Linked DNA regions of Mus musculus: all the other regions are linked to region 1. The links are chromatin contacts, called in public Hi-C and promoter capture Hi-C maps. All regions are on one chromosome and are shown on one strand. Each heading gives the region's core, a stretch centred on a gene start, on an enhancer-like site or on the middle of the called end of the contact. The rest is flanking DNA. Distances are from core to core; before and after follow the strand shown. Region 1 holds the start of Tshz2 (teashirt zinc finger family member 2). Region 2 has its middle 44 kb from the start of AY702102. Region 3 has its middle 12 kb from the start of Gm46788. Region 4 has its middle 23 kb from the start of Gm39994. Region 5 holds the start of AY702102 (cDNA sequence AY702102).

What was found. Promoter capture Hi-C pulls out the DNA fragments that hold promoters and counts their contacts. Hi-C and Micro-C count contacts between places; a contact is called where the count stands out from the background.
Region 2: a Hi-C map of Sertoli cells shows a contact between it and region 1, with 3 times the contacts expected there. The contact joins the enhancer-like site here to the promoter of Tshz2 in region 1. A contact is called at or near these places in 2 of 39 promoter capture datasets (both in liver), 6 of 484 Hi-C or Micro-C datasets (Sertoli cells, granulosa cells, liver and 1 more), 4 of 115 datasets of contacts at active chromatin or transcription factors (embryonic forebrain, embryonic midbrain, forebrain and 1 more) and 2 of 9 other capture datasets (adipose tissue and liver).
Region 3: a contact with region 1 is called in a Hi-C map of the N1E-115 cell line, with 4 times the contacts expected there. The contact joins the enhancer-like site here to the promoter of Tshz2 in region 1. A contact is called at or near these places in 8 of 39 promoter capture datasets (the 3T3-L1 cell line, embryonic stem cells, liver and 3 more), 2 of 484 Hi-C or Micro-C datasets (the N1E-115 cell line and cortical neurons) and 5 of 115 datasets of contacts at active chromatin or transcription factors (cardiomyocytes, embryonic forebrain, embryonic hindbrain and 2 more).
Region 4: a Hi-C map of liver shows a contact between it and region 1, with 3 times the contacts expected there. The contact joins the enhancer-like site here to the promoter of Tshz2 in region 1. A contact is called at or near these places in 10 of 39 promoter capture datasets (cranial neural crest, embryonic stem cells, frontonasal cranial neural crest and 6 more), 9 of 484 Hi-C or Micro-C datasets (embryonic stem cells, granulosa cells, liver and 2 more), 9 of 115 datasets of contacts at active chromatin or transcription factors (differentiating embryonic stem cells, embryonic forebrain, embryonic hindbrain and 6 more) and 1 of 9 other capture datasets (adipose tissue).
Region 5: a promoter capture Hi-C map of liver shows a contact between it and region 1, with 5 times the contacts expected there. The contact joins the promoter of AY702102 here to the promoter of Tshz2 in region 1. A contact is called at or near these places in 8 of 39 promoter capture datasets (the 3T3-L1 cell line, cranial neural crest, embryonic stem cells and 3 more), 3 of 484 Hi-C or Micro-C datasets (adipose-derived mesenchymal stem cells, nephron progenitors and reprogramming fibroblasts) and 2 of 115 datasets of contacts at active chromatin or transcription factors (embryonic limb bud and forebrain).

The regions. Positions count from the first base shown.
Region 1 is chr2:169,629,018-169,634,152 of GRCm38.p6, forward strand. Tshz2 (teashirt zinc finger family member 2) reads left to right here and starts at 3,492. Exons shown (of 2, transcript NM_080455.3): 1 at 3,492-4,762. The coding sequence starts at 4,723. It overlaps Gm34294 (a long non-coding RNA gene), which reads right to left and starts at 1,461. Exons shown (of 2, transcript XR_003953971.1): 1 at 1-1,461.
Region 2 is chr2:169,916,223-169,921,630 of GRCm38.p6, forward strand. It overlaps a transcript of Tshz2 not described here. Among named protein-coding and RNA genes, the nearest start is that of AY702102, 44 kb to the right of the region's middle. Within about 2 kb of position 3,204, at least 16 of the 459 cell types and tissues checked have an H3K27ac peak or open chromatin away from gene starts, as enhancers often do. A contact at or near this core is called in Sertoli cells, adipose tissue and granulosa cells, where this site is marked.
Region 3 is chr2:169,308,449-169,313,305 of GRCm38.p6, forward strand. No RefSeq gene overlaps it. Among named protein-coding and RNA genes, the nearest start is that of Gm46788, 12 kb to the left of the region's middle. Within about 2 kb of position 3,148, at least 6 of the 459 cell types and tissues checked have an H3K27ac peak or open chromatin away from gene starts, as enhancers often do. A contact at or near this core is called in the N1E-115 cell line and embryonic stem cells, where this site is marked.
Region 4 is chr2:169,349,167-169,354,214 of GRCm38.p6, forward strand. No RefSeq gene overlaps it. Among named protein-coding and RNA genes, the nearest start is that of Gm39994, 23 kb to the right of the region's middle. Within about 2 kb of position 2,650, at least 2 of the 459 cell types and tissues checked have an H3K27ac peak or open chromatin away from gene starts, as enhancers often do. A contact at or near this core is called in hepatocytes and liver, where this site is marked.
Region 5 is chr2:169,960,089-169,964,825 of GRCm38.p6, forward strand. AY702102 (cDNA sequence AY702102) reads right to left here and starts at 3,099. Exons shown (of 1, transcript NR_131974.1): 1 at 1,925-3,099. It also overlaps a transcript of Tshz2 not described here.

The DNA of each region.
Region 1 (5,135 bases), core at 2,242-4,741:
AGAAGATAGGCTGGAAACTGCAGAAAGTGCCCATAGTGAAGAGTTGCTGAGAATCTCCACCGATTGATAAAAACACTGTAAGCTGCAGAGGTATCTGAGAAGGTGAGAAGCGCTTGGGAGCAAGGCTGTGGGCCAGAGTCCTGAACCTACTTGCTCCAAGACCCAGCCCCAATAAGTTCCCTTTTCTGTTGTCATCTGGTACTCTAGGTGTCCCTGCAATAGGTTTTTAGAGGTATGTCACTATGCATGCACCCTTCCAGTTGGCTCTCTGTTGTGATAAGTACCATGACCAAAAACAACTTGGGGAGGAAAGGACTTATTTCAGCTCGCAGCTTATAGTCCGTCTGTCCCTGAGAGATGCCATGGAAGAGTTCTAGAATGGAAACTGGAGCAGAGACCACAGAGGAACTCTGATTACTTGCTTGCTTCCTCTGGCTTGTTCAGCAGCTTTTCTTATACGGTTTAAGTTTTTGTGCCTAAGAGTGGTGCCGCCCATGGTGGTCTGGGCCCTCCTACATCAATCAGAATTCTGAAGATAAGGCCACTAGCCAGTGTGATCTGGGCAGTTTTCAACTGAAGTTCTCTTATCCCAGGTGACACTACATTCGTGTCAAGTCAACAGCCAAGCTAACTAGAACAGCATCCTACCATCGCCTATATTTTAGGACAATCCCTTGTATCCCCTTATATAGAACACAGAAGTTTCTCAAATGCTGCTTTGAGCATGATATGAATCCCAAGGCAACAGGTTTCCAGAGAAGATGGCAAATTCATGATGAGCCCTTACTACCCACCCCTTCTCCTAAGTCTGTGTTTCCTGGTCCTGTAATGTGCCCTATGGTGTATGTGCAAGTTTGGAGCTTTCTCCAAACGTATTCTGAGAAACCATGGTTAATGCCTCTTTGCTAACATTGCTAGCCATAATAATACAGGATTGCTCTGCCTCAGTTGCCAAAGAATTAGGCTGTAATAAGGGGTGGGAGCTGTCTGGGTGGTTTAGGCCAGGTGATGTAATCACTTGTACTACACGTGTGGGGCAGAGACTTGTGTGGGGCTGTTGAAGATGACTAACTGGTACTTTGCAAGCAGTGACAATAACAGCACTTTGTGGCTGATGGGTAGGGCCCGGTGAGCTATATTTCCTGTGGCCCAAAAGTACTGCTGAAAAAGACTGCACTGAACTAGTCATAGCTGGTAATTAATTGCCCGTGAGGAAGGGTCAGGGTGGCAAGAGGTAAGGGGCATATGGGAGGCATCTGAGGTTTCACTGGTCAAGCCTCATTACCAGTGGATACATAGTGGGGAGGAGCGAGGAGCCAGATGAGAGTCCATCACAGTGGCCACAGAAGCAACATCACCCCTAGTGCTGTTCAGTTGTATCTAAGTATGCTTTGATCTTAAAGTCAGCAGCATTAACTTTGTCTGACTCCTGAAGAGAGAGAAGGAGGAGGAGGAGGAGGAGGAGGAGGAGGAGGAGGAGGAGGAGGAGGAGGAGGAGGAGGAGGAGAAGGAGAAGAAGAAGAAGAAGAAGAAGAAGAAGAAGAAGAAGAAGAAGAAGAAGAAGAAGAAGAAGAAGAAGAAGAAGAAGAAGAAGAAGAAGAAGAAGAAGAAGAAGAAGGTGGTCTCTGGGCAGAAGATCTCAGACTGTAAGGAGCAAGTGGTTTGCATGAGATACTGGAGTCCAAGTGCTCAATGTATCAACTCCAGAACAAGGCCCATATGCAGCAAGGTTCCTGTCTAGAAAATCCGAGGTGATCCGTCTCCAAGCAGGGAAAATCTGGGCTCTAGAGGAGACTGGGCAATGTCTGTGAAACGTTCTGTCATCAGAGCAGAGGGAGGGGCCTGGTGTCTAGATGCCTGGATGCTGCCAAGCAAGCACCTTGCATTGTACTGGACCACACTCATCTCCAGTAAGCAGTGTGTGGCCCAAACTGTAAACAGATCTAAGGATGCAAAACCTGCTTCAGAGCACCAAGGTGAGCACACCCTCAAAAAGGCCTCTGTGGGCTTGGAGGGCTACGAACCAGGAGCTTCTACTGTTACACCAAGGGCCACCCTCGCAAGAGTCTCCTTGTCACCCAACTTCCTCCTTCTCCAAGGTTAGAACCTATCTGTGACTTGCCCCAGGCAGCCCCACTTGGTAAACATCCTTCCTTCTTCATACTCCAGATTCATGACAGTCTGTGTCTCAGGCCTATCAGCCCAGCTACTCAGGAGCCTGAGACCAGAAGATCCCAAGTTTGAAGACCTATCTAAGAATGAGTTCAAGGTCAGCCTGAATAACTTAGCAAGACCTCTGTCTCAACATTTAAGAAAAAAATGAAGAGGATCAGAAACATAGTTTAGTGATAGACTGCCTGCCCAGCATGTATGATGCCTTGCCTACCCAGCATGTATGATGCCTTGCCTACCCAGCATGCATTATGCCTTGCCTACCCAGCATGCATTGTGCCTTGCCTGTCCAGCATGTATGATGTCTTGCCTGCCCAGTATGTACGGTGCCCTGAGTTCAATGCCCAGTATCAGGTTCATTAGGCTCCTAGCTCTACCTCCTTCCGCTGCCTTCCCACTTGTCATTGACTTTCTACCCAACTGGAAGGAAGGAAAGCGTCTTCAGGACAGGGTCATCCTGTTCACACGTGCTGAAAGGTACCTACCTCCCCGTGTGCAGTGGTACCCAGGGAGACCGGGTTCAGCTACAATAGACTCTCCAGAATGGACTCCTCTTTCAGCCCCAAAACAACACTCAGTTTTAACCAATCCGGGCCACTCTGAAGTTGTACTCCCAGCATGCCCTGCTTCCTCTTCATTTATTGCACTATTGGGGGTGGAGCTCTATGTTTTCTGTTTGGCACCATTGGGAGATAGAATACGATAAACGAGGGCACAACTCCCTAAGAACTTATACTCTAGTGAGATCTGAGGCAATTACCCAAAGAGCGAGCTGTGCACAGCATCCACCTTCCTTGATGAGCCCAGCGGAGAAAGCAAATAGAGAAAGGTGGACATCAAATTTTCAGCAAGGTAGACCTCTGGGAAGTGACTGAACACCACCAGGGGGCAAGTTGTTTCAGATGTTGTTCCTCTCACCCTTGATAACAGCCACAATCTGGACTTCCCCACTCTCTGTCACTGTGGTGACTGTATAACAGGTGCACCATAGGTGCTCAATAAATATCAGCATTGGAAGGAAACACAATGAAGGTTATGTAATTAGTCTGCCCAGGAAGCAGAAGTTTAAAAAAAAATCCCAATACTCCAAGAAGGTGGAAGTTAAAGCAATGTGAACTTACATAGTGAGAGGAGGTTATTTGCTGGAGAACAGGTTGAGACTGGATATAGTCCCATCCCCCTAATCTGTCTCCCAAGCAAACCTAGATTGTCCCCTTCTAATCTCCAACTCTAACTGTCTCCAACTCTGCCAGAGCCCCGCCCCCTTCCTTCCCACTCCCCCTTTTCTTCCTCTTGGAGGGGCATCTAGACAGGCGGACACTCCACTGCCCCAGTGAGGAGGAGGTGGGTGCCTCCAGGGCTGCAGCCAAGCCGGCTGGGTCCTCTTTCTCCAGCTCCTCTCCCAGGCGGGACACTGTCCCTTTAATAGACTCCCTCTGCCTGGCGCTCTGCGGCTGGGGAGTAAATTTCTCCCTGTCATCAGGTCGCAGGGAGAAGAGGAGGAGTTTGTTAATGTTCAGTTTGTTCAGCCGGGATCGATGTTTGCTGGCATCGCCTCGCCCTGTCTTGTGTGTGTGTGAGTGTGTGTGTGTGTGTGTGTGTGTGTGTGTGTGTGTGTGTGTGTGTGTGTAAGAGAGAGCATATGTGGGGAGTGTGAGTGTAAGTGTGTGTGTGTGTGTGTGTGTGTGTGTAAGCGAGAGTGCTTGTGTGTGAGAGCGAGCGTGCGTGTGCGTATGTGTGGTGTGTGTGTGTGTGTGTGTGTGTGTGTGTGTGTGTGTGTGTGTGTGTGTGTGAGTGAATTCCAGATTTTCTGTCTTTCCCAAACCCGCTCCTGTCCTCTCGCATATCACTCACAGACGGGGATCTGACAGCAACAACAAACCTACAGTGAGTGATCTCTCCCCAGCGCGAATCCGCCATCAAGATCAGGGAAGAGGAGGAGGAGGAAGAAGAGGAAGAGGAGGAGGAAGAGGAGGAGGAGGAGGAGGAGAAGGAGGAGAAGGAGAAGGAGGAGAAGGAGGAGGTGGTAAAGGAAGAGGAGGTGGAGGAAGAGGAGGAAGAAGAGGAGGAGGGAAAGAGAAGGAAGAAGAAAAAGAAGAAATCCACTGTCTTCCCGGGATTGTTTCCCCCCTTATCTTTAAGCGCGAGTGTGCGCGTGGCGCGTGTGCGCCCCTCATCCCTGCCATCTGAACCCCGTCTTGGATGTTTAATAAAGAAATCAAGTGTCTCACCAGTCACCAAAAAAACAGCAAAAAGCAAAACCAAAAAAAGAAAAAAATCCAAAAGCAAAACAAAAAGAGAGGGGGAAAAAAAACCAAACAAACAAACAAGGCAGAACCAACCTCCACTTGCAAGCAGCAGGCGCGAGCCACATATCTGCCACCCAGAGAGGGGGTCTCCGGCCCCGCGCTGGAGCGCTGGCAGGGGGATCTTCAGGGGGACAGAGGCCGAGTGACGTCCTAGGAGCCACAGAAAGACGAGCGAGACTGCGGCCCCCGCGCGCGGCTCGGGGCTGGGGCGCCAGAAGTGAGACTGGAGCTAAGTAGAGCGATGCCAAGGAGGAAACAGCAGGCACCCAAGCGGGCGGCAGGTAAGAGATGGCTCCGCTCCGGGTGCCCGGCCCCTGAGCCCGGCGCACAGCGGCTCGCCCGCCCGCCCTCCTGGCCTGGGGCTGGCGGGGACGCCACCCCCTGGCGCTTTCAAGAGGGTTAGCGTGCGGGTGCCCTCTTCATCACCCCAGAATGATTTCCCCAATCTTTCCCTCTCCAGGCTCCCTCTGGGTGGTGGTGGCAGGGAAGCGTCCCACCAAACCTTCCTGGTTTAAACTTTTCCTCCCTCCACCCTCTACCCCACCCCTAACTTTTTCTCCCAGTCTGGCTTCTTGCCTCTGGAACCAAAGTCGGATTATGGATTTGGGGTGCAGGGGGAGGGAGATAGCCCCCTCTCATCCCTCTGAGAGGTCA
Region 2 (5,408 bases), core at 1,954-4,453, 290 kb after region 1:
TTTTTGAATGAAAGGCACACACATACACACATATCAAACTTAATTTTTGATATGCCTTATTCGCTCAATGGCTGGGCACTTCCTGTACCTCCCCACAGCTAGCACACACTCCCTTCCTGTAATCCTTAGTTAACACCTTTTAAATCTATATCTTATCTTTGTCACTCCAGACCCAGAGGACCCTGTGGCCCCTGTGGCCACTTACCCTGATGATTACATGGCAGCGGGACCTTAAGTCTGATCTCTCTGCTCCTGTCACAGCGATTCTGTCTGCTCTTTTTCCCCCTCGGTCCCTTGTCCTCAAAATCTAAAAGTCCTGTCTCCGTCTGAGTTTCCCCAGAAGAGAAAATCGTGCTTTGTGTCTGAAAGGTTGTGAAACTGGCAGGGAAAGATGCCTAGGATGCCCTGAAGAGCCGCTGTGTTTGGATGCCAGCATTGTGGGTTTCTTTTGCTTCTGAAGGGATTTCTACATTCCTGTATTGGCTCTGGGATCAAGCTCCACACCAGTTGACTCCATGGTCCTTGTGGTCCCTGTGGCAAGAATTCAAGGGCAGGTACACAGAGGAGCACAGGGGACAGGAAGGGTTTTATTGCAGAGTAAAATGGAGCACTCTGGAGGAGTGAGAGGGACCACCGTGCCAGTCTGCATCTTTCGGCGGGTTTTATACTGTCTCTGAAGTGTTTAGAAGAGACAGCTTTCCCTAGGGATGTTTTCCAGCCTGGGTAATTGACAGGCCGACTGGATGGACTTTTAAGGAAGGGGATGGTGAAATGTGTGTCCAGCTTGATAATGATCGTGTGGCCTTCCAGGCAGCTCAGAACATCCTGTGCCCACCCAGGGCCACAGATACACTCTGAACTCACTCTTCTGGCCATGGTCAACATCCTATGGTTTTAGTTTCCATTTTTACACAGTATTGATGATGGGGGTGGGGGGCTATTCTTAAGGATCTTCAAGCTAATATCTCACTAGCGACCTAACAGTTTGACTGGAGTAAAGTTCATGACAGGTGAGACGACGAGGCCTTCTGCAGACATCAGTGTTTTCCTGCTTAAGCTGACTGGCTCTTGCTGAACCTTTAACGTTTCTAATGGCTCCTTTTTTTTTCACCCCCTCTAAGAATGTCTCAAAATAGGAAAGCTTTCTGTTCTATGAAAATATGTCAGACCTCTTCCCATCATCTGTCAGAGCAGTTTACACTCGTCAGTGTCCCCACTAATTTGTGGGCGTCATAAAAAAAAATCTACACAGCCATTGCCAAGAGGCTGATCTTAGCAAGCGCTGAGTCGCAGACATCGTGTAAAAGCCAGGATGTAGACAGATTTCTGGATGTTCCCCAGTGTCGGGAGTCAGTCGCTGGTCAGTAAGGCTGAGGTTGATATTGATGGTCAGGTTCTTGTTTACGGAAATTCTTTTCCCATCTGTGTTCTGGTCGCAGGGTAGGTGACTGAGTTGTCTGGGTATCTTCTGCACGCTCCTGCGTGTGCATGCGTGTGCATGTCTGTATATATGTGGTGCTTGTATACGGGTCCAAGCTTTTTACATGTGTGTGTATGTATTCAGGTCTCCTACAGCACCTGGGACACTCCTTGATTTAGCTTGGTTGGCTGGCCATGAAGCTCCAAGACTCCTCCTGTATCCACCTCCCTAGTGTTGAGATTGCAGTAACTCTGCAGACAGTGTTTATGTGGGAGCTGGGGGGGGGGGGCTCCTCACGCTTGGGCACCAAACAGCCCACTATCTCCCAGCACCTAGTCTAATGCAGTAGATCCACACAGTGACTCATTCCACATGTGTGTTCAACGGCTACGACGGCCAGAACTTGAGATAGTTCAAGTCTTCCGGAAATCGTAGTAGAGCTGCTTCAAGAAGGTTACGCCCAGTCCAAAGAAGCAGCTTGGAGAAGAACAGGGAGAAATGCCATGCTGGCCCAGGTCAGCTTCTGCGCTCAGGGTATCCAGGCACCTGTCGTTACACAGTGGGCGAGACTGAAAGGAACGGAGCTTAGCTGAGTGGGTGGGTTAGCGGGACTCAGATGGTGTGAGTGGGGGAGAAATAGCCTTCTCTGGAGATGGTTTTCAGCGAGAAAGCTCTCTTTATCTGAGGGTCAGCAGGGGCTATATAAAGCTTAGGGAGTGGGTAGGGGTTTTACAGTGAATAAGCATCATTGGCTGAGGCTGAGGTTCAAGAATGCTTCATTTACATGCGCTTGCTGGGCACGTCCTAACAGAGAGAGAGGAAGTTTAACCTATACTTCGGCCACCAGGCTACAGGACTATCTCAAGGGTGGTGGAGGTGAAGGTCATAAGGCTTCCATGTAGTGGACATACAGGCCCAAAGCAAGGGGAAGACAGCACTGCGCCTGCAGGGCTCGGGACAAAATTTTCAGGGTTTGGAAACGGCCTCATTCTTGCTCCAGACTGGTTTCCCAGTCACATGACTTTCCAGCCCCACAGTGCTGCTTCAGGCAGGTTTAGGGAAGACTTGCCCAAAGAGGAAGATCTGAACTAAAAACAGAACAAAAGAGAAAAACAGCGAATAGTGATGTCAGGGCATGCTCTAGGGCCTTGTTTTTTAAATGATCTTACAGCAACAGGAGAGGCCGTTCATTCAGGCTGGGGTGTACCACAGTGAAACCTAAGGATTTTCTAATTATTTTTAATTATGACTTCCATTTATATCTTCTATAAATTACAAGAGTTCCAATTGGTCTGACGACAAGGGTTATCGATTTTTTAGACTTGAGAATTAACTACCAATATTTAAAAACCCAAGAAATGGAGTTAAATACATAGATTTCCAACTTCTCAAACTCTTGGGGAAGGCCCACCTTGCCACATAGACTCCCTGGAGCTAAGGACCGTGGTCCCTTTGCATAGGGTACACTTTCTCCAGTTAACTGCCATCCCCACCTCTCCCTGCTTCATATAACCTACTATTTACATATTCAAATGTCTGCATCATGAGTCTAAATTAGTGAGTACAGTAGCACAGATAAAGGCTGAAGGGACTCTGGCCAGCTGGAGCAACTTGCCTCTGGCAGTCCTTGCCCTTCTCCCCCATTCCCTCTGCCTCCCTAAAAACCATTAGATTACATTCCTAAAGCCAGCCACCAAGGTCTATTCCCTTATTTGGCCACTTCCTCCTCCTGAGGCTGACTATCAAGGTCCAGCAATCAAAGTATTGAAGTCCAGCAATGAAAAAGCCCCTTTTGACTCACCTAATTAACATGCCAAATCAAAACCTAGCACAGCCTCCTAGGCCATTCTAACAGCCCTTCTCCTTTTCTCTTCTTAGACGTTGCACCTGCAAGGTCATTTGCCGGTCTGTGTCTGCCAGAGCCACAGAGAGTGGCCGCTCTAACTTTTCTTCCCCCCTTTAATAAAGAATCTCTCTGTGAAAACAAGTGTTTGGGTGTGGCCTGTGCCTAATTCAGGTATAAAAGGAAGCTCCCCTCCCACCCCTGAGACACACACACACACCGAACCACTATGCTGGGATCTCCTTCAAAGGCTATTGCCCTTTGACTATCTCTTGGGATGAGTTCATAGCCCATTAAAACATTTGCCTCACACATAAAGCCCTGGGTTTAATTCCCAACACTACAGAGTCTTGTATAGTCCGTGATGACTCTGACTCCTGATTCTCCTCCTTCCATCCCCCGAGTTGTTCTAGGCCTGGACCACCACACCCAGTTCATGTGGTCAGGAGATCAGCCCGGGATTTATGCACGCTGGGCATGCACACCACCAACGGAGCTACAGCCCCGTTCTTCAGCTTTCTTTTTATTTAACAAACAGTCATAGTGTGTCTGGTATATAAAAGTGAATGTGCTAAGAAAAAAAAAACAGAAATTCAGAGTTAAAAGATACAAGCTTGTCTCTAGAAGCTCACAGATTTCTGGGAAGAAAAACTATAATTATAACAGTACCCTTTAAACACATATTCTATGTAGTCAAAACACTCTGAGATCTGTTGCCTCATCTGGTCCCTCCGGAAACATAAGTATATTGGCTAGTTTTATGTCAACTTGACCCAAGCCAGGGTCATCTGGGAAGAGGCTGTCTTAACTGAGAAAATGCTTCACATAATTGGCCAATAGGAAGTCTATAGGTCATTTTCTTGATTGATGATGAATGTTGGAGATCCAAGCTCATGTGATTAGTTCCACCCCTGGACAGGTGGCCCTGGGTACTGTAAGAAAGCAGGGAGAGCAATTCACGGAAAGCCAGTCTCCTCCAGGGCCTCAGTTTCAGTTCCTGACGCCAGGGTCCTGCCTTGAGTTCCTGCCCTGACTCCCTGGGATTCGGGACTTGGAGCTGTAAGCTGAGATAAGTGGCTTTGTATCATGGTGTTTTAGCTCAGCAATAGAAACCCCAACAGAGACACTCTGGGAAAGCAAACCAGAGTACCGCTGGTGTCAGGCTGGGCGTTTGTAGAAAAATGGACCTGGGTAAGTGAATGTGTTTGCTTAGATGACAAAGCAGCTGAGCCAAAGGAGAGAGAGTCAAACCTCGGGTACTCAGTTCCTCCGGGTTCTCTGCCTGACTCACCTAACACAGTGCTATCCTAGTCAGGAGTTAGCAGACCTGGCTGTCTGCCTGTTTTATAAATAAAGTTTTATTGGGACTCAGCCGTACCACTTGCTTTCATATGTCATGGTTGGTTTTACGCTTTAATGTTAAGGCTCTCAGGATTGCAGTGGGGACTACATACACCCAGGAAAACTAAAATGCCTTTTATTTATCTCTTATGCGAGCTTTTACCAACCTTTGGCCTACATGGTAGATGCTTATTTAGGGTGAGCTTGAGGGATGAAGCAAAGCCACGTGGTTGCTCCCCCTTGAGGAGCTAAAGGAAAGGCCACAGTCCACACAGCAGCCCATGGAACCCCCGTCAAAAACACACAGAGCAAAATCAGATCTTCAGTTAGGCTTTGACGTTCCATGTCACAGAATCTCTATCACGCAACAAGAAAAAAAACTTATTATATTGTGGATGTAAATATCACTCATACGTACTGAGAATTGCGTAGGGAATCTGGGAATCCAGGATTAGTACCTAGATTCAAGCCAGGACTGAGAGAGTAGAGTTCCCTGCCCTGCCTTGCTTGAGTTCCTTCTGAAACCCAGGAGAGGGTTGGTAGCTTTCACCCCTGCTTGCTTATAACATCACCTGCTGAATGGAGGTTTCGGTCTGTCCATCTGATGGAAAGACTGCCACTTCTATCTTAAGGAATCCCCTTCTTTCCAACCAAGCCCTTGAGATGGGATACTGGCATATCCTGTTTTTAATTCCCAAAAAGAACGACAAAGGGTCAAGAAAAATGGTTGGTATTATTAAGTGAAAACAAGAGGAGGAGGAGGAAGAGAGATTTGGAATTTTGTCTGAGTGACTCCTTAGATTT
Region 3 (4,857 bases), core at 1,898-4,397, 320 kb before region 1:
GGCACTGGGTTTGTTACTTCTTAGCTTAGCCCATGCTGGAGAGAAGTCGATTTGATTTTTATATAAACACTCCTCTTTGAGGTCTTGGCACTACATGGGGTGGTTCTGAATTTGCTTGGATTTTGTTATTTGCTGATCTGGCTTTCATTAATTTCAGGGCTAGACTGAAGAGAGATGTCTTTGCTGTGACTGACACCTCACAAGCCCCTCCATCTAACACTCACATACCAAACCAGCATTTTCCCTATGAGGAGTCATCCCAAGGCTGAGACCAGTCAGCTAGGAGCAGTTTCCACACCCCAGAGCCCACTAGAACCATTCAAACTCATCAACCCTCCAGTGGTACCCTACCCTTCTTTGCCTTCCTTGTGGAAACCAAGAGGCTGAGGTCCATGTATCCCCTTGCTCACTTCAGTATCCCAGACAGCTGGGTGCTGCTCCTTCCAGCTCTGCAGGACGCATTCTCTGATTTCCTACAGTGGAGAGTCAGTCAGTGACCTTATACATAAAGGCCTGGCATAAATCAACCACTGGCCTATACTTTAAGTTATGGAGGATGGTAAACAACAGCAACAACAACAACAGCAACAACAATAACAACAGTCTAGTAAACCAGAGCATAACTTCAGAGCTTGAGAATCATTTGAAGAAGATAAACGGGATGATGCGATTGTGGTCCCTACCATAGACATGGGGTTCGGATGTTGCTTTCTTGTGGTTGGTGATGTTTAGCTCCAGCCTGAATTTTGAAGGGTAAAGAGTGGGGCCTGCCCAAGTATTTAGGGCATGATGCATGGGTGTGCATGCAGAGATTGAAGAGATAAAAGAATTAGAAGGTCAAGTGGTTGGACAATGAGGAGGCTGTGAGAGAGACAGAGAAGGTCAGATGGAGCCAGACTAAGGTAAGAACTCTAGTTTTGTGTTTAGGTACTGTGGGTAGCCACTGGAGGCTTGTGAGTGGACGCCATTGGCTCTAATGTATAAGTTAAAGAGATCATTTTGAATAGTGCTATCTTAAGCACAGGGAAAGTGGGCCTGCCATATGGCATGGTCCAATTCTGTCATGCCAACATTCAAGGGTCCCTCCTGGGGTCTTAAAGATTATATTATAGCTGACTACTAATGTGCACAAGAGTTATGATTTGGGACACCAGAGCCATGCTGCTTGTCTGTCTCTGTGTGGTCTCTGCATCAGAGAGGCTTGTTCTATGAAGTTGATAAATATAAGTACTTGGAAGTATTTTATGGATCAATGAAATAGCAATGAAGTTGGAGGTGCTTTGAGTTTATTTATAAAGCTGGGTCATCTAGAGGTCAGACACCATTACAGCAAATGCAACTGTAATGAATATCTTTGATAAATTTGGTTTTTAAGCCCTAACCCACGTCTTACTGATTTCACATATTATGAGCTATAGACCCACAATTTCTCAAATGCAATTCTGGGGTGTCAGGAGGGGGGGTTGTAACAAAACCAAAGCACCCTGTAACCAAATGGTATATTTTCAGATTTTTGCCATTTGTGTGATAGCCAAAATTAAGCTAAGCTGATAAACACACACACACAGAGAAGTATGAATCAAGACACATGTATTTATCTTTATCTATCCCCCTGAATAGAAGTGGTCACATGTCCCTGCATAAATATTGGGTTTGATGACACAGATCTGCAGCAGCCTCTTTGGGACTGTTGTTTAATGTATAGGAACCAAATTACCTAAGGTCTGAGGAAGACTTGAATTCAGTAATACACTTGAGTAACAGGATTCTAAATGGGAGACCATCAACGGCTCTACCTGAGGACAAGTGACCGTGGTACAGATTGACCCAACTGATGCATGTGCATGCAATCCCCAAATCGTTAGGCTCAGGGGACATCATGGAAGAGTGGGCAGGAGGGTTGTGAGGACCAGAGGCCTAGGATGCCTGCAGGAAGATGATGTCATCTAATTGTGTCAGGAGAGTTGCATCCAGGAAATCTCAACAATATGGTCACCTAAGCAAGACTTGCACAATGGCAACGTCAGCCAACATGTCAGATAGATGGGGAAGGGGAAGGAGATCTTGCAAGGCTCCCATTGTAGATCGTTGTGAGCCACCATGTGGTTGCTGGGAATTGAACTCAGGACCTCTGGAAGAGCAGTCAGTGCTCTTAACCGCTGTCTCACCTCTCCAGCTCCAGGTTATATCCCTAGATGAAGAGCTACAAGTAAATGGACGCTGAGAGAGGAAGGATCAGTGTTCTCTAAGAATGAGTCCCCTCATAAATTACTTAATCCCAAGTGGCCAGCCTTAAACACTCACACGCACGCACGTGTATACACACACACACACACACTCACACACACACACACACACACACACACACACACACACACACACACACACACACGTATACATTCACAAATACACCACATACACATACACACATATACACACATGTACACATACACATGTACTCACACAGACACACACCACAAACACACATGTATACACAGGTATACACAAGGACACACACGAGCAATGCTAAATGACTCAGCAGGTTATATTTTTACACACACACACACACACACACACACACATACATATATCTGACACTAATAGTTTAAGGTGAGGTCACGAGGAGCGGAAAGAACACAGGAGGAGTTGGGGGATGAGAAGGAGGGGACAGCAATGATGTAAAGAGAGCTTGTGCATGAAATTCTCAAAATCCGTTTTAAGAGGCAAAAAGAATGAGTTGCTGTGATCATACATAATGATTTCTGTAGAATACATACAACACACAGTTGAGTTGCAATGGACAACATTAGAAAGAAGGCAGACATTTACAGAATACCGAGAAATTGAAAAGAAAACCCATTAGGAACATATGCTTCTTTCTGCTTTACCCCCTAATTTTACCAGTGCAAGGAATACACTTTATAATCTATGTGGTCAGAGACTGGGATGGGCTACTCTTTAGGCTTACGCCTATAACGGAGCCTGGCAGGCAGTAGGTCCTGGTATGGATCTGTAAGTACTGAGTCACTCCAGGAGAGTATGAACCAGATGCTGGGACCCACCCAAGTGCTGGGTGGGTGGAGTGGATCTCAGCTCTCAGCACCTCCCTAGAGCTCTTGTTTCTCCTCCTATCTTGATGCCTTGCTGAAACAGACAGACAGCGGAAGTCCTCTCTAGATAATCAAAGGCTCTGGGAGAGGCAGGATGGAGAGGAGTGTAAAGAGTTTTTGTTTCAGTTGGATAAAGCTTTAGCAATCTGTGTAAACAGCCAAGAGCCTTGTTTCTCGATAAAAGACTCTCTAATCAGTTCTAATCCAAGAGCATCGTTGGCACTGAGAGATTGTAAAGGCAAAATATTCACTTTGAAAAATGAAACCTATTCTATTCAGGGCATTGTAATTTCCCATTGTGAGGCTGTGGTACCGGCGATTAAATTCTATTGTGTGTCTGCAGCCCTCGTTAGCGGGGATGTTTGCTATTATTAACTGATATTCTAAGAACATCCGCTCGCTCTCCACGGTGAAGAGCTGCTTGGCTCCTGAGAGATAATTTGCATACGTCTTGAGTTTGCCCTTCATGGTCTTTTCTTCCTCATTCGCTGTGCTATACGTATCTGGGATCCCATCTCATAGGGGCTGCCTCGTGCGTGGCATACTCTCTGAGCATGCTCAGTTGTCTGGCCATGTCATTCACATCTGGATAACCCTGGACACTTACACATGACTCTGCTATCTGTTTCCTGCATGGCAGGAAAAATTCTTTCTAAAAAGAAGTGCCTTAGGTTGTGTTCCCAGCAGCAGAACCCAAGGGGAGGATTTGTGTCAAAACACAGGCCCTCAGGTCCGATGGGGCCTGCATGTGAAACCTGTGGGTATGGAAGTGTCCACGCCTGGAAGTTTTGAGTTTTGCTTCCAGATTTTGGAATGTTTATAGAGGTTTTAGTAGTTGAACATTCCTAACACAAAAAAATCCAGCACCTTCGGAATTTTGAAATGTTTGTCTTCTGTTGACATCTCTGTATATGTGTATTATGTGTGTGTATATATGTATGTGTGTGTATGTATGTATGTGTGTATGTATGTATGTGTATGGATGCATGTGTGTATATGTATATATGTATGTGTGTATGTATGTATATGTGTGTATGTATCTATATATATGTGTGTATGTATTTGTGTATATGTATGTATGTGTGTGCATGTATGCATGTGTATGTATGTGTGTATATGTATGTATGTGTGTGCATATATGCATGTGTATGTATGTGTGTGTGTGTATGTATATATGTATGTGTGTGTGTGTGTGTGTGTGTATGTATGAGTATGTGTATGTGTGTATGCTATACAGTCTGTCCACAGCTTTAGGGATGTTCAGGTGTGTTACAAATACTAACGTAACAGTAGGGCCAGCAAAGTCACACGCAAAAACACAGACTTGAGGCCTTCCAGTGTTAAAGTCCCTAATATCAAAGAACAAGAGTGACCTAGAAAGGCCAGCGATGGAAGAGGGGAGCAGAGCAACTGCCTATGAGAGAGGCCCAGGCTTTAAGTCAGCATGCTGTGGCGCCTCATAGAAGGAGTGTGAGGACAGAAATTAGGTGAATTCTGTTCTACATTAGTAACTATGGCCTACTAAGTAGAGAAAACAAAAGCAGGTAATGAAGCCAGGGGCGACTGTTGTGAGTCATCAGAGATAGGGCTCAGTGGAAGATTCAGAAATGAAGTTTGAAGTTAAAACTACCAGGGCAGTAGACATTTGCTGTGGGAGAAAGGAAGAGAGAAATGAATGGCGATTCCTGAGGGCTGGGCTTGAGTGAGTCAGGGGTTACTGGGGGACAGGAGGGGTGGCTGGTATGAG
Region 4 (5,048 bases), core at 1,400-3,899, 280 kb before region 1:
ACCAATAAGAGCCAGGTAAATCAAAACTCTGCAAAACTCACCAAGCTTTAAAATGTTTTTGCTTTCCGTTTTGCATGGTATTTGGGGCTTAAAAAATTTATTTCTATTGTTCATGACATGCATGCACATGTTTCTGGGGCTGGCCAATGAAGCCAGAGGTGCTGGGTGTCCTGGGGCTGCAGTTAGAGGGCGTTGTGAGGTGCCCAATGTGGGTTCTAGGGACTGTACTCAGGTCCTCTGCAAGAGCAGAGAATGTTCCTAAGTCCTGAGCCATCTCTCCAGCCCCAGCTCATTAATTTTTAAGATGGTAAAGAAACCTTGAGAGCTAAAAGCTTAAGAGTTGCTGCTTTCTGACACTGTTTAACACTGCGGAGGTCCACAGCCCATAATCCTGTCATGCAGTTACTCAGATACCTTCAACTATTCACTCCCCAATTATAACTTTAAATACTGGCTAACTAAATTAATTAATTAAAACTAAATTAATTAATGACACTATGAAGTCTTGTGTGGCCAGTACGGCCACATGCTTTGCACATATTATGTCATATAAATAAGACAAAAAGATAGTGAAATCTCACAGTTGTAGCTGTTAGATTTATTTTACAGAAAATAAAACACTCTAGAGAGTCTTTAGGCTTTTAAGCAGTCTCGTAGCTACACTGTAGCAGAAGTGGGACCCATGAGAGGCTGATGTTTAGAGGTCTTCTCTTAATGTCCTTTTCTCCTATGTGTACGTGATAGTTAATACTGACCGTAAACAGGCTCGAGAGCGTTGAGTGACCAAGTTTAGAATGAGTTATTTGAGGTGAGAAGATCCACTTTGAATATGAGTAGTACTTTCTCCTGAGGTAGGGTCCTGGACTGAGTGAAAGGGAGACAGTGAGCTGAGCCCCAGCGTCCATCTCTCTCTGCTTCATGACTGTGCGTGCGGCATGAGCAGCTGCCGCCACAAGCTCCTGCTGCATTGGTTTCCCCACTGTGATGGACTGGACCCTCAACTGTGAGCGGAAATGATCCCTCTCTTCCTTACGTTGTTTTGCTCAGGGAAAGGAGCTGAGAGAGTGTGTGGGACTTTTCGGTATCTAGCTTCCTCATTGTAAAGCTTTGGATCCCCGTCAGTCTGGAATCAGAGTTCCCATCTTCCTCTCCCCTGGCAACCCAAGAATGTTTCTTTATCATTTTCTAGAAATCCCCCAAAGTGTTCTCACAGAACCATACCCGGTTCCATCAGCAGCCATCTTCAGCATTATTGACTCTATGTTTGCTGATCACAAAACCTGCTGTTGGAGATTTCTCATTCACACAGTGATCCCTCAGATGTGAGAGCTTTTCCACCATCCACTGAAATATTTCCTCATGGGCCGTGGGATGCTAGCAAGCACTAAGCTCTATCAAAGATGGCTACCTAATCTCCAGGACCCACCACAATGCAAAACTTATTCAAACCAAGGCTGCAGAACTTTGGTAGATCAGTTGCCCCATAAGGGTGCTCTCTGAAATGTGCTCAGGGAAATTATCAGGCTTTCTCCATCTTTCTGATCCTATCCCATGTCATAGCCCCTGGGTACAATGGCAGGGCTAGCAGTCTATGGCCTTACACACTTCCCTCATGGATTCTTAGCTCCTGTCACCACAGAAATGTAAGTGGATCAAAGGACTTGATGACCTAGTCTGAAGTTTCAAAAATACAGTGTTGGTTTCTCTGACTGGCCTTGGCACTAGACACAGAACCATCTCTAGATCCACCTATGACCAAGGGATCTCCTGGAAGCATCAGCCCACTGTGTACCTTTCTCATGTGTCAGAGGGGATAAAGAGGGTCCCTCTTGCTTCTCATCAGAACCAGATAGGAGGGACCATTGTTCCAGAAAGTGGTCACTATTCCAGACAGAACCTTTGTGGCAAAGCCATGGTTCCTCCCAAACATCTCTCCCTGCAGAAAACATAAATCTGAATACTGAGAAACATTTAAAAGCATAATGAGGATAAGGTATGGGTTCAATTTGGGGAGACCTACTGATCCTTAGGAAATGACATTAGGAAAGCCCTGATGTTTAAATACAGCAACAGTAGGAGTCCAGGAAAAGAAGGTTAAAGAAAAAAAAAATATGTATCAGCAGAACCCTGTGACTCTCTGAAAATGGTACAGCCTGAGAGAGCAGATCATACCCACAGAGGGCATGGGATTTAGGAATCTCTCCCACGTATTTCCCAGTGTCAGGGTGCTCAAAGACACATTTTTATTTCTGGACTCAGAACACAGTTTTAGACAAAATAAAGATTCAAACAATCCATGGCCCTGATATCTCATTGGTCAGACCATGATAGCACTTGGTTTATTGTATAAATACACCCAATGTCAGAGCAATCATGAAAATGAAACTTAGAGAAAAAGCAAACAAACCCGTGTCCTCAAGCGGGTGGCTTGCAAATGGGGAACCCAAGAGGGAGTCCACGTGCTTCTATTTGCATGTGACCTTTTTAAAACCCAGAGGTAACATTTCCCAGAAAGTCTGTATTCATTCTCTCAACATCTGAAATGGGGGCGGCGGGGGGCGGGGGGAGGACAGATCAATTAGTGACCAAAGTAACAAGGGTCACTTTCCTTTGGTGGCTTCCACCAATGGGAAGCTGACACCTTTCAGTGTCCCAGGGAGGCTGACCTACTTCTGATTCTGTGAGCCTGTAGTCTGAAAGGTCATTAATCTAGCCTTGGCTCATGATGTTAGAATCTTGAGACTTCGATTTCTTAAATGCCAAAGGTGTGTCAGGTTGTCTTTGGAGATGTTGGCTATCTCTATTCAGGGATGCAGTGGCCAGGAGAGAGCTATATTGGTAATTTCCTTTCTCATGGAGACATTCAACTCTCCAAAGGCGACATGACCCATATGCAACACACACACACACACACACACACACACACACACACACACACACACACACACACACACACTCTATACACCACATATATGTGGATCTTTGCCATGGATCAAAGAGACAAACCAATCTCGCCACTCACTTTCTTCTTGTCAAGCACAGGGACAAACAGGTCTGTGTTTGCTGCGAGGTTGACAGCGTCGGATGTACTTGGCTGGGAGTAGAGTTGGAGAAAAACATGAAAGTAGCAATTTCTGCTTGTCACTCTTTGCGGTGTCTCCTCCTTGTCTAGAGGATGAAATCTGAGCTCTTTGTTGTCACAGTCAAAGTTCTCTCCAGCTCCTTCTATTTCCTTTTCCAGTCTTGCTTCTCATCTTTCTCCAGATTTACTCTTGACCTCCAAGAACAAGCTATGGCCCAGCTCCCTTTACAGCCTTTGCGAACACCCAGTCTGCCCTCTCTCCTGACTCATCCCTCCCAGCCTTTCAGTGTTTGACTTGGACACCCCTTCTTCAGGTGATCCAACTTGACTCCCCTCTGCTGAGGGAGGGTCTCTTCTTTGGCATTCCTGTAGGAGCTTGCCTCAGCTACTTAACTTCCCTTCCTGTCGCTGCCTTTACTGGTTCGACCATCCCCCTTTCTCCATCACTGCCTTCACTTGAATGCATTGTCCCTGTGCAAAATGCAATACCAGAGATAAAAGATGTGATTTACTCGAACCTCGTGTTGGATGTCTTCCATGTCCCCCGCAGCCACTACACTTAGTGTCCTAGACACCCTACTCTGGGTTCTTTGTTCGCCAGCTTCCTACTGACTGTAGCTATTGAGAACATCAAAGACCAGAGGTGACTATGAGACTTTGGGACATTCTCTCCCTTCCCCCTTCCCAGGTGTATGCCCAAGACCTGGCTGTGCCTCTCCTAGCGATGTCTATGGGTTTTCTATTTCAGTGACCTGTCCAGGCTTTGATGGAATTTGTTATTGTTACTCAGGCCTGGGTTGTTGATTAACTCCACCTTCCTACTCCAGATGTGCAACCTTGTCTTGTTGATGTCCCTAAAGATCCCAGTCTGGGTACATAGCCCTTCCACACACACCGTGTGTGTGTGTGTGTGTGTGTGTGTGTGTGTGTGTGTGTGTGTATCCTTCTTGCTGAGACTCTAAGGACAACCATTACTTTAAATTCTCAGTCTCTTGACACTTCTCTCTTACAGAAATTACAATTACATCTTTATCTCCTAAACCTTGGCAACCCTATATCCTAGCAAGTTGCATCGCACACAAAGAACAGGGACCAGCAAGTTTGCCTAAAAGCCACTGTTGAATTTTGTATTTTTCAGGAGAAGGCAGCTCAAAAGTTGCTAATTTCAGGAAAGCACTCATTTCCTTTGCACATCATAGAGATGAGACAGGATTGCGATTATTAGAGTGGAAAATTTCCTTCCCATTGTGGCAGTAGATAGCCGTTATCTGTTCCAATGAAAGACTCGTGAATGGCCTAAGGAATCCACTGTACACAGTCAGACATCGGAGGTGTGTGCTTTCGCTTTGACATGAGATCATCTGCTCCTGGAAGCTCCCACTCCAACACCCATCCATCTAGACCTTCTCTCCAAGGACAAAGGTAAAATGCAATTTGTCTTTTAATAAGCCTCAGGAGTTTCACTTAAAGATGTGATTACCCAGAAGGCAATAAGAGCTGTCTACAATTTCATCTGTCTCAAGAATATTGTACCCCCAAAGAAAGACAGAGAACAAGACCTCTCTCTCTCTCTCTCTCTCTCTCTCTCTCTCTCTCTCTCTCTCTCTCTCTTTACAGGAAATCCTGACCTGTAAATTAGAAAATAGAAGTTGTGTCTATCTGGGATCTATCCAGGACTGGAACTCTTTCTAGTTAGAGTGTCTAAAAATGGGGCTTCCTTCAGAAGCCTCCACCTATCTTTCAGAATGGTAGCAGGCCAAGATTCGGGTAAAATTTCTTCTACCTGGGCCTCATCATTGGATCTCTATGTCAAGATAAGGCTGGAGCATCAGGGTATGTTGTGAACATCATATTGTTGTGGTCACTCTCTCATGAACCTTGAAGTCTCAGCTGTCCTTGCCACCTTATCCTGTCTTCCCAGTCCCCCAGGCCCCCTTAGACATCCATCTCCCAAGTCAGTCACCCT
Region 5 (4,737 bases), core at 1,849-4,348, 330 kb after region 1:
CCAGCCAGGGCTATGCTACATAGTAAGACCTCGAGCACGCGTGCGTGTGTGTGTGTGTGTGTGTGTGTGTGTGTGTGTGTGTCTGTGTGTCTGTGTGTGTCTGTGTGTGTCTGTGTGTGTCTGTCTGTGTGTGTGTGAATGATCACCATCATTATCATCATCACCACCACCACCACCATTATCTGCATCATCAACGTCAGGCGCTGAGGATTTAGCAGTTAGGTACCAGGCTTTACATTCTATTGTCTTCTCTCAACAAATGTTGGTGCTGAGCAATGCCCTTCCCACAATATTTCAGAGAAAACAGGCTTAGTGAGCTAATACCTGCTTGGTTGGGACCAAGTTTATTCTTGGTGTGCAAAAGTTTGGGGACAGAGTCAGTTGCCTTAACATTCCAGCTAAAAGCCAAGAGCTGTTGGTTGATTTAAAAAAAAAAAAGTAGAGTAAAAAACAAAATAGAGAAAAGGAAAAAGAAGGGTGTGACTCAGGTAAACCAACAGAATCATATTCCTGTGGTACACGCAGGAGGGAGAAAGTAGGACCGTGGCATTGTACGACCTTAAGCATAAAAGATGGATTCCAATTGGCTGCCTTGCAAGAGATGGGTCTGAGCTTCGAAAGGTCAAAAATAAAATTTGAGGCTTCTGGTTTCTTACTTGTTCAAACAAAAACAAAAACAAAAACAAAAACAAAACATGCACTATATTAAATAGCGCGACCTATTCTCCATTTGTTAAGATGTACTTACAATTACACGCACAACCATACATACAAACACACACGCACACACATATACATATATCAGTTACAATGGGTTGTCATCAATATATTGTGTGTGAAAGAGAGAGGATGTGTCATTTGGGTGTGAACAGCAAATATTAACTCTGGAAAGTTCTGTCAAGTCCAGCATCCCATGTGTGCCCGGGGGAAGCTCCCAGAGATGTAGGAGAGGCTTGTCGGTGAGGGACACATCTGGCAGGAAGTCATGTTCATTTTGACTTGAGGTAGAGGAATCCAACAGATGTGTGCTCTGTGTGTGTGTGCGCGCGCGCGAGAGAGAGAGCGCACTGTGGGTGAGAAGGCACAGAACGAGGGGACACAGAGTCTGGAATCAGGGATCCCCCCCCCCCCCCCGCCAAGAGACAGACCAGCCTGTGCAAGAGAAATGAGAACAAAGCAGAGATTCCCACCACAAGGCACCACCGGAAGCTTCCTAATGAACTAAGTTGATCTGGAACATTGGATGCTTGGCTCATGGTGGGAGGGAGGAAAGGAATTACCTGAGGAAGCAAGGTCAGGAATAACCCACCTAGAGCCCCTTCCCACCCTCCCGCTAACATAGAAAGCCCTGGTTTTAAAAAGAAAAGCAGGGGTGGGGGTGGGGGTGGGAGAACCAAGCAGTAGTCTCAGAGGAACGGGGCTGCTCAGAGTCGCAGCCTTCTGTGCTGAGCACCTAAGCGGCATCTGATGAAGCTGCCTCGCTAGAAGTCAGAGCCTCTTGGTAACCATGACTCAGAGCCTCAGCGCGGGTGCAAAAGAATTCACCAAATGAGAGTTTGCTGGGTGCGCGCGTTTAGAAATTGGATCCCCCCCCCTTCCCGTTCCCCATTATGTTGATGATATCTTTCATCCCCAAGACTGGGGCCGAGATCCTCGCTCCTCCTCCCCTCCCTCTGTAATCCTCACCCCTCATTTCTCTCCTCTCCCCATCCCCAGCATTTCGCCACCCCTAAGGCAGTGGCAGGATTCCAAGGAGTTCATTAAAGCCTGCCACCACCCTGTTGCCCACCAGGCATTCCCAGCAGCCCCCGGGGCCATGGCGGTCTGAGAGCAAGACAGTCACTTGGAAGGGAGTGGTCGGCTCTGAGGATAGGGGGACCCACCCTCACCCCCCGCCCCTTTGCACGAATGAGAGGAGACAGCAAACAGTTAATGGTTTAATCCTTTACAGAAAAAGTCACGGCAGACTCGCGATTCTTGATGGTAATGAAGGTGTCACACATTGTCTAGAGAAAGTTGTGCCTGGCAATCTTCCCTTTTTCGGATGCCTACCCCAGTGACATTTCATCTCACATCCACCTTAATGAAATGCATAATTAACATATTCTAATTGTGCTGAGCGCTGCGATGATTTTGACAGAACTCACTTTCCATGTCTAATTTGATGCTAATTTAATCTGTTCCTCTCCCGCTGACATGACCTTTCTTGATTGAGTTTCACTGAGGAAATTTTTTGATGGATTGATTTATCAGCAGTGCGGAGACAACAAAGGCTCAGGGTGTGTGACAGAAAATAGGAAGGGACCGGCCCTCGAAGCCAGTGCGCTCTGAACTTGCTGGCTGGAATGTCCTCTTCCCAGAGACAGCTTGTCTGATCTACTGATGGAATTTGAGCAATGTGACATTTGTGGGTGGGTTTGATCTTCCGATAAAGACGGTAAATATCTTATTGTGGCTGTAGCATTTTGCACAGAAAGCCCAGGCACCATGGTCGCAGACTCTTCTGTGGATTCATCTCTTCTAGCCTTGATCCCTGGATAAAATGTAGTGTCGGGTAGATTCAACCCACAGGGAAGGTGGCAAGGCAGGAAGACAGTGTCCATCTTAAATTGTCATGAAAAAAAGGCATTTCCACTAGGGCATGGGGCACGGATTCTCTGCTTAGGCTAAAACCTGCCCTTGGATAAGAATTGTGGGTTTTCCTGCAGAGTTCCCCACACCCTAATACATCCAGTTCCAGGTCTGAGTCACGTAGGTCAGGACACAGAGTGAGAGCTGTGAATGTCCTCAATTCTCAGACTCAACTGGCCGAAGGAACATTCGTCTTCCTCAGGCTGCAGACACAAGTCAAAGCCAGACCCCGGGTTCCAGATGACTCACACAGAACAACCCGTGAGCCTGCACGCTATATAAAACTGGCTGGGTTTTTTCCAGCAGATTTTAAGCCTTGGATCTGCATGGTTAGGTCAGAGTGTCTCAGCCAGTTCCTCTGAGGTCATTTCAGGACAGGGGATTCTTTGTTGGAAAGCGGAGGAGTACCCCATTCTTCCGAGGGGGTACCCCCTCCCTCCCAGAGTCATGTCAGCTAAAACTATCTACAAGCTCTCTCTATATCTCCCTATGGCCAAAAGAACCTTCCAACTGAATACCCCTGACATCATAATGTCACATGTGACATCATAATGACACAGCCCCAGCTGGACTCCCTGCCCCTCCTCCTTCTCAATGCCCCGTGTCCCCTCACAGTCTGGCAACCCAAATCCTACCCAAGTGCTTCCCAGCACCTCTTCTGTCAGAGCACAGATGAATACAATGTATGAAGTATTGATTTATCTATGGTCGGTCTCCACTCATTAACCTATGTGCCCCATAAGATTAGGACCTTGTCAGATCTTTTCCTCTCTCTGTTTTGCTTTGCTTAATTAGGGTAAAACACATAGGATACAAAATTAGTCTTTTGGGTTGTATTTTTTGTTGTTTTTGTTTTTTTTTTTTTTTTTTTTTTTTTGAGACAGGGTTTCTCTGTGTAGTCCTGGCTGTCCTGAACTCATTCTGTAGACCAGGCTGGCCTCGAACTCAGAAATCCACCTGCCTCTGCCTCCCAAGTGCTGGGATTAAAGGTGTGCACTGCCACCACCCGGCTAAGAGTGTATGTGTGTGCCCTCAGAGACCAGAAGAGGGTGTTGGCCCTCCTGGATCTGGAGTTACAGGCAATGGTGAGATGCCCAATGTATGTACTGAGAATTTTCCTCTGGTCCTCTGCAAGAGCAGGACATCTCTTAACCACTGAGCCCAATCTTGTTTTAGCCATGTGAAGTGCACATCTACACCACATCCTCATTTCAGAACGTTTTCCTCATCCCTACAGGGAGACACACACGCAACCGACTTCTCCCCTTTGGCCCCCTGGGAACCAGTCATCTCCTCTCTGTGACTGGGAATCTGCCTGTTCAGGACACTTCATACATGCAGAGTCATGCATGTAAGTAGAGTGGCTTTGAGAGAGGATCCACCCAGCGACTCCCTGATAAGCTGAAAATGAATTTGCCACATAACTCAGTCATTCCACTCCAACGTATATATCAAGAAGAATTGAAAGCAGAAACTCTTCAAAACCTTCTTAAAGAATTTAAGCTGTAAAACTGCATACAGTAATAATCATAGGTGTACTGGTCACTGCAGCCGAATGGTACCCACCCCCTGACAACCGCAACGCAAATGTGCTGTGTCCATAAAGGGAAGTGGGGGGCTGATGTGTGCGCCCCAAAGGCAAGCCTTGCCTGTTCTTTCTGCAGTGTGTCTTCATCAGCAAGAACAATGCCAGGCACATAGTAGGTATCCTGTAAATACAGTCTGGACACATGAAAGCTATAAAAAAAAATAAAAATAAAATAAAATAAAACAAAACAAGAAAACCAAGCAAGTAGAATTGTGACTAAGGAAAGACAGCCAGAAAATGCTGGTGGTGACTGTGTTTCTTTCAGTTTATGAAATAGAAAGGGAGGGAGGGAGGGAGGGAGGGAGGGAGGGAGGGAGACGTTAAAAAACAAAGCCAAACTGAAATTGGCCTGTACATGTTTTTCTTTGTAGACTAGCTGGGTGGGAGAGGAGGGCCAGTTTTATGAAGGATACTGAACTTGTATGCTGCGCAGTGGTGTGATGATCTGCCTCATTGTATCCAGTTTTCTTTTTGTTTCTAAGCAGATGAGCTCAGGGTGCCCACAGTAATAGACATTT